2 separate regions of the Rattus norvegicus genome follow, and region 1 is linked to region 2. The links are chromatin contacts, called in public Hi-C maps. All regions are on one chromosome and are shown on one strand. Each heading gives the region's core, a stretch centred on a gene start, on an enhancer-like site or on the middle of the called end of the contact. The rest is flanking DNA. Distances are from core to core; before and after follow the strand shown.

Region 1 (3,699 bases), core at 529-3,028, 100 kb after region 2:
GTGAGAGCCTAATGAATGTGGCTGTGCTGTCAGCCACCCAGACTGGTTGCTGGGCTCTGACAAAGAGGCATTGTTGGCAGGGAGCTTTGCCCTCTTCCTGCTTCAGTTAATGATTTAATTACAACAGGAAGTACAAGCATGAGATGGAATTATAAATGGGACCTCAGAGTCCATGGTAGTCTGCTTTCCATTAGGAGCATCACAACATAAAGTAAACCGTCTGTATGGGGGCAGGTAGTTCAGGTGGCAGTGTTTCTTTCCTTTCCTTTTTGAGTCTAGTTTCTAGGTCCGAACATGACTTTCACGTTTGAGGGGTGCTGTTCCCTTTCTTCTGAGTCAAATTCTAGCCACCTTTCGTAATGGCACCTTTCATAAACAAACAATATTTTAAGTAGAAATGGGCAGTACATTGTTTTAAAGATTTATTCATTCTCATTTTATGTGCATCGGTGTTTTGCCTACACGTATGTCTGCGTGAGGTGCCAGATCCCTTGGTACTGGAGTTACAGTTGTGAGCTGGTATATGGGTGCTGGGAATTGAACCTGCATCCTGGAAGAGCAGCCAGTGCTCTTAACCACTGAGCCCTCCCCCTCTTTGGCCCCGTAGGCAGCATTTTAAACAGCACACAACAGTGCCACGTGCCCTCCTTGGGTAAGGGACCAAAATAAAGAAGTGTTCATTTGATACTCTGAACAGGTGATATGGCAGTGAGTACTAATATTTCCCAGGAAGCATATTAACTTCACCAGTTATTTTTAACAGTGTTACATATTAGCCGGACCAGTCCTGACTTTCTAGGGGTGGGAGAGGACAGATTTACAAGCCTGAATTAATCTCTCTTGTTTTCTTAATAACCACTTCTATTCTAAAAATGTTGGGAAAATAAAGTGCCCTTAATACAGTTTATTTTTTGAGATGTGGTTTGCTGTGTCGCTCATGCTAGCTGAGGTGATCCTCAGTCTCCTAAGTGCTGGGATCACCAGCAGTGCTGAGGCTGTAGTGTGTGCTCTCATTTTAAAGCTTTCCTTTTTAATACTTATCTAGCCTTTAGCAGATGCAGTGAAAAATTCAATTTCTGTGACTGCAACCTTTTTGCCATCAAGTTTAAAACCGGCACACCTACTACTCAGTCAAAGGATAAGACCAAGGGGCTCAGCTGCTCACTCCCCATGAGGAGACTGCCACAGCATCTTCTAGTGCCATGCATACGATGCTGGGTGGTTCTGGGAAGGCTGTTAGGCTCTTTTCCACTTGGTCTTCTCTCCTCTGTGGTTAAGTGTAGTTTAAGGAGCATCTTTCCCAGGACTCTGCACACTGCTTGGGGCTTGAACATGTTTAATTCTGCTTGTTTGCCCCATCATATTAAGGGCTATGAACAACAAAGAACCACAGCCTAGGGCAGAGCTCGTGCATTCAGTGAAGGTTGGTTGAAGGAAGGATTAGTTAGTTGTCTTGGAATTTGATACCCGACAGGTATCAGGGCAGAGGGAAAAGTCTGAACTGCTTGTGTGGTTAGGTTGCGAATTCCTCTTGTTTCTTCCTCTTGTTTCATATGGTAACAAGAGAGAGTGGAGGGGAGCGAGCCATGGACTCTGATAATGGCTTTCCTGTCTTTAGCAAGTCCTCAGCTCCTGCTTTGAGACACACTCCTTCCAGTTTCCTGGTGGGGCCAGCTCCTTGGCAAGGCGTGTAGAAGCCCCAGGGGAACTGGTGTGGTTTGACAGCTTCTAAGAGGGGGTGGTACTGACTCAATTGAAATGTTTTCAAGAAACAGCTCCATTCAGCAAGGGCAACAACAAGTGTCTTGTTCTGTCCTCTAGAGTCCCAGCAAGGGGCCACACTGTCTACAGGATGCCATTAGTACCCAGACAGCATGGCATAGGAGTGAATGATTTCATCTGGACTGTTCAACTTCAGTGGCAGGGGGCAGCTGCAGGATCTTGAGATTGGCCTGGTCTGCAAAGTCCTGTGTAAAAGATTCCGTTCCGAAGTGCAACGGGAAGGCAGCAGCTTGGGCAGGATAAGCATGGGGTAAAGACCTGCCCTGCTTTGGTTTGGCACAGAGAGACACAGATACTGAACTGTGGAGACTGCCCTTGGCGAACCACTCACCTGCTAGATATTAGTTTTCAGTTGGCATTGTACTTTGGAAATTCCAGTTCAGCCTGTGGCATAATAAGGATCTTTCCCCATCAAACAACAGAATTTAAAGTGTTTACTTGGGGACTGATTAAAAGGAAGTTAAATGTTCCTTATTCCTTACAAAACCAAGACAGAGCACTTTGCTCTATATTCAAGTTTTAGAAGCAGGATGGTAACGTCAGCTTCTAGTAGTTGTATGTGTTAATGACCTGATGCTTCCTTTCTGTCAGTATCTGTATGTGGATGTAGGCATGCACATGTCAGAGTGTGTGGGTCAGAGGACTCTTCCAGGTGACTGAGCTTCATTGCCATTCTGTAGTAGGCTCGGTGGCCCCAAAGATTCCTGAGATTCTCCATGTCTCCCATGGCCCTGTAGGAGAGGTGGAATTGCAGGCACTCAAATGCCATAGCATCTAGCTTCTACATAGGTTCTGGAGATCCAAGCTCATGCCTAGCAAGAGCTTAGCCTCTGAACAGACTCAGCCCCCTCTTTGCATTCTTCTAATTTTTAATTATTTGAGTACACACGTTTCATTTGAATTGTGGTACCTATTCATTTTACTTTTAAAACATTTATCAGTTTACTTATTTTTGGCTTTTTGAGTCAATCTCATTATATTGCAGAGTGGCCTTTCCCTTGTGGCAGTCTCCTGCCTGTCAGTATATGATCTGATAATAGCAGCAAACAACGTATAAACGATCAAGGCTCAGCATGTGATTGGTAATAGCATTCTCTCGTACGATGGTAACTGAGCCCCAGTTACACTAAGCAGTGTCCTAGAGATAATCTAATTAGCCAGGCAGCCCCACTGCCTGGTTTCAGGAGTCCACTCTGGACCAGCAACATAGTGAGGCTGAGCAGAGGGTGCCCTGGGGACAGACTGTCAGTTAAGAATAGGGAAGGCAATAGGTGTGCATATGGGGGGAGTTACTTGGAAGAGGTGAGGTTTGTGTTGCCAATACTGACAGTTTATAAGCCAAAGAAGCACTAGGCAAAAATGTTCTGTAGCACTTCATTCTCTAATATATAAAACAGATTGGCTTAAAATATAGGGTGCAAATCAGGCACTTGCATTGGACAGAAGACATGGGTTCTTGGTCTGGTGCCATATAGACATGGTTTGCATGAGCAAGCACTTGCAGACTTGAGCATTCTTAAAACACTTGGGTTTGTTTTGTTTTTTCTTTATGTTGTGATGCATTTTTTTTAGATTTATTTTCAATTACGTGTGTGTGTGTGTGTGTGTGTGTGTGTGTGTGTGATGTGAGTGTGGGTGATGTTAGAAGAGGCCAGAGACATCGGATCCCTGGGAGCTGGAGTAATAGGCAACTGTAAGTCACTATGCGGGTGCTAGGAACTGAACTTGAGTCCTCCACAATATCAAGTGCGTCTCTGCCATCTCAGCAGCCCCAGAGGGCTAGGTTTCTCACAGGCAGTAGGGAATAGACAAAGCCTGCAGGAAAGAAAGGGAAGCAGGAAGATTACAGAGGAAGAGCATGGGCTGGTGTGCCCTGTTGTAGGTCCTTACATGGGCTGCTCTGCTCCGTAAGGAAGA
Region 2 (3,757 bases), core at 890-3,389:
TAAAAAAGCCGGTCGGTTAGGGAGGAAAACGTTTGCTAGCTTATACTTTCATATCACTGTTCATCATCAAGGGAAGCCAGGACAGCAACTCAAACAGGGCAGAATCCTGGAGTCAGGAGCTGATGCAGAGTCTGTAGACAGGCTGCTTCCAAGGCCTGCTCAGTCTTCTTTCTGAGAGAACCCAGGACCACCGGTTCAAGAGTGGTATTGCCCACAAAGGGGCTGGGCCTTTCCCCAGCAATCACTAAGAAAGTGCCATTCTGCTGGATCTTACAGAGGTATTTTCTCCTTTAAGGTTCCCTCCATTCGGACTGCAGACTATATATCAAGGTGACATAAGACTAAGCATCACAGCAACCAATTGACTATGCCTTAGATTTGAAAATATGCAATAAATTAAGTAGAAGCTAAAACACTGGTCTGTGTGCTTGCAAATTTTCCTTAGTGAAAGAACAGGGTTTGGTGTTTTTGCTGTTGTTTTGGGAGTAGGCTGTTGCTTAGGAAGGAGGTGAGCAGACCATGACTTCTTCATCACAAGTCACAACTCAAGAACCAACATGCTTTACAGAGACACTAACCTCTCTCGCCATTACTTGCAGCTTTTTAACTTTGATCACAGATTGTATTTCGACCCCTATTAAACTTGCCATTTATCAACTCCACACTTTCTGGAGTTAAACTTATTATTGATATGAAAATTCCCTATACTAAGGTTCCATAGATGAACACAGAATCTATTGCATTCCATATGAAATTATTGTTAAATTTTCTTAAAATTTATTTTGATAAACATTTTGATTCCATTTCTTCGAGTTCAAGGACGTTTCTCAGTTCAAAGATCTTTATCGTGCAGCTTTGGTAAGTACACAAAAATATGAAGAAACACGATAAACATCACCCTTCCTTTCACCACCAAAGCAGAAAGAAGCACAGGCTTTAAACAGTGGCTGCTCACGTGAACTTTGAAAGCATGGAGACTGCCATATGTCTTGCTAACAGAACCAATTCTACAGATCTAACCGACTAAAATCATGTCTTCTCAGGTCGCCTCATTATTCTTACATACCTGGAATTTCACTAAGACAGAGCCAACTTGGCAACCAACATCCAAAAGACGAATGATCATTGGCCCAGGTTCGTTTCTCTCATTCATTTTCTCACTCCACAGATATTTATCATCTACTGTGTGCGTGAACTATCAACATGGCCCCTGCCCTCTTCAAAATTACAATGGGAAGGCAGAATAGATTAAGTATTAATACATAAACATATAAGCATACAGGTGTACGGATTTTGAGTAGTGTAGAAAAGAAAGAGATCAGGTGGTTGGGGAAATAAACAGTAGGGAGTATTCCAACTCCCATTCCAATGGAGTAACAAGCCAGAAGGCCAAGAAATAAGTGTGAAGACTCTAAGGCTGTGCACTTGGCTTGGCTAAATAAAGGTAGTGAGAAAAGACTAGGCTGTAGGGGTAGGCCCACCTCTATCCAGACTACTAATCTCGAATAAGGCTTTATTATGTATTCCTTGTAAGGTATTTTATTCTACACACATTTTCAATTTATATTATACACACTAAATAAATATTTTGTATTTTGTTTACTTTTACTGTGTGACTTGCAAACATACAAGGCCCAAAGATTATGAAATGCAGAGTTACGTTTCGCCTGGCCTTTTAGCCAGTTTTCCTCTTGAGTCCACATTGCAAGCACAGGCAGGAATGAGACCCCGAAGTGAGACGCCGGAGTGAGGTGCAGTTTGAAGACCCGCAAGTGGCCCAGTGAAATGGCACAGCAGCACCAGGTTCCGACTTGGTTCACCCTTCCAATCTCCATAGTTCGGGGATCATTAAGAACCCCTTTCCCTGCTCTCAAGATCATTCCCATGCTGTGTTCTGAGCTGCGACCGCGCCCTGTAGCTGGCCCCTAGGGCGGTCGCCCGCGCTCCTACATTCCAGTACTCCGGTCTGGACACCCAGCTCAGGTGTGCGCGTCCAGTTTGCAAACACTTGGAGCGCTCTCAGGGCAGGCGTAGGCGGGAACTGCAGGGCGCCTCAGTGCGAGCTTCCCCGGCGTGCTGAGGCGGGGCCAAGAGGGGCGGGGCGTAGCGCGGGGGCGGGGCTGGCGCCGCGGGCCTCTGCGAAGTTGGGTTGTGCGCTTGCCTCCGAGTTTTGGTGAGGACTCAGGCCACCCACGGGGACTGGGAGCACTCTTTGGTCCGTGCTCTGGACGCCAGGAAGGGTGAGCGCGCTGGAGACCGCGCACCGGGGGCAGGCTGTACTAGCGCGGGGCGGGCGGCTAGATGGAGACGCGGGGGAGTGTCCCGCGGCAAGCTGTCCCAGCCAGCTGAACTCTTTCCAAGTGTCCTGCAGTGGCGGCGAGCTCTCTAGGTGCCAACCGGCTTGGGGCGCGGGAAGGACTCAGAAGAGACCAGATTCATCTAATCGGTTGCGGCTCGGATCTCAATCCTCGGTCGCGCAGCGTGGCGGGAGGCGCTGTGCCCGAGAAAGGGCGGGTAAGTGAGGCGCTGCCGAGTCCGGCGCGACACCCGTGTGACCGCCGGACTGGACCCCGGCTAGGCTCCCAGACAATACTAGTTGTCCGGAGGCAAAGTTCCTTCCTCTTAGACAACCTGAGAAGCTTTCCTCCTCTTGGGGCCGGCCCAAAGGCCCCGCTATGGACGGCGAAAGCGAGGTGGATTTTTCCAGCAACGGCGTCACCCCTTTGTGGCGGAGACGGTCTACCCCTCCGCTCCAGTTGCTCGGCCGGAGCAAGCCGCGGCCACAGTCGTACCAGAGCCCCAGCGGGCTGCTGATCACTGACTTCCCGGTGGAGGAGCTAGCTGCTCTGCCCGCGCCACAGACTCCGGTCCCTGTACCCGCCGGCCCAGAGGGCAGGACAGTGTCCAGGAGCCCCCAGCTTCTGTGCGCACATCGGAGGCCGGTGACCAATGGTCGCACGGTGTCCCCGGACTACAGAGCTGCTTCTCCTCGACTTCGACGACCCAAGTCACCCCTGGTTTCCTACGCGGCGTCTGGAGGCTCCCCGAAGTCCGCTGTTAATGGCACGGTGTCCTCGCCCGCGGCGCTGTTGTCGCGCGCCTCGCGGACTCCGGACATCCCAGCCTCTAGCGCCCCGGGTGAGGACCGCACCAGGGTGACTGCCAGTAAGGTATCTTCACCCACTGCGAATGGCCTTGCCCCGAAAACCGACTCATCTGGCCCAGTATCACAAACTGGTCAGTCTGCTGGGGACTTGGAGCCGTCCCCCTCGAGACTCTCTCCTGCCCCCCAGCACAGGTCTTCAGAACAAAAACTGCCCCTCCAAAGGCTGCCCTCCCAAGGGAATGAGCTACCGAACCCTTCCGTGATTTTGAGTACCAACAGCCCGGCGGCCCTCAAGATGGGAAAGCAGCAGATTATCCCCAAAAGCCTTGCCTCCGAAATTAAACTGAGTAAATCCAACAGTCAGAATGTAGAGCCCCACAGGAGGCTTCTCAAGGTGCGCAGCATGGTGGAGGGACTGGGAGCACCCCTGGGCCCCGAAGGGGAGGAAAGCGAAGCCGACAACGACATAGACAGCCCGGGCTCCCTTCGGCGAGGCTTGCGGTCCACATCTTACCGAAGGGCAGTGGTCAGCGGTTTTGATTTTGACAGTCCCACCAGCTCAAAGAAGAAGAACAGAATGTCCCAGCCTGTCCTGAAGGCGGTAATGGAAGACAAGGAGAAGTTCTCTAGCTTGGGAAGGATAAAGGTAAG

What was found. Hi-C and Micro-C count contacts between places; a contact is called where the count stands out from the background.
Region 1: a contact with region 2 is called in a Hi-C map of Schwann cells, with 3 times the contacts expected there. The contact joins the enhancer-like site here to the promoter of Arhgef26 in region 2. A contact is called at or near these places in 6 of 12 Hi-C or Micro-C datasets (the A7r5 cell line, Schwann cells, kidney and 3 more) and 1 of 1 datasets of contacts at active chromatin or transcription factors (oligodendrocytes).

What each region holds. Positions count from the first base shown.
Region 1 is chr2:148,992,098-148,995,796 of GRCr8, forward strand. The region is part of intron 11 of Arhgef26 (Rho guanine nucleotide exchange factor 26); the gene reads left to right. Among named protein-coding and RNA genes, the nearest start is that of Dhx36, 50 kb to the right of the region's middle. Within about 2 kb of position 1,779, at least 28 of the 93 cell types and tissues checked have an H3K27ac peak or open chromatin away from gene starts, as enhancers often do. A contact at or near this core is called in Schwann cells, where this site is marked.
Region 2 is chr2:148,887,284-148,891,040 of GRCr8, forward strand. Arhgef26 (Rho guanine nucleotide exchange factor 26) reads left to right here and starts at 2,140. Exons shown (of 14, transcript NM_001427682.1): 1 at 2,140-3,752. The coding sequence starts at 2,676.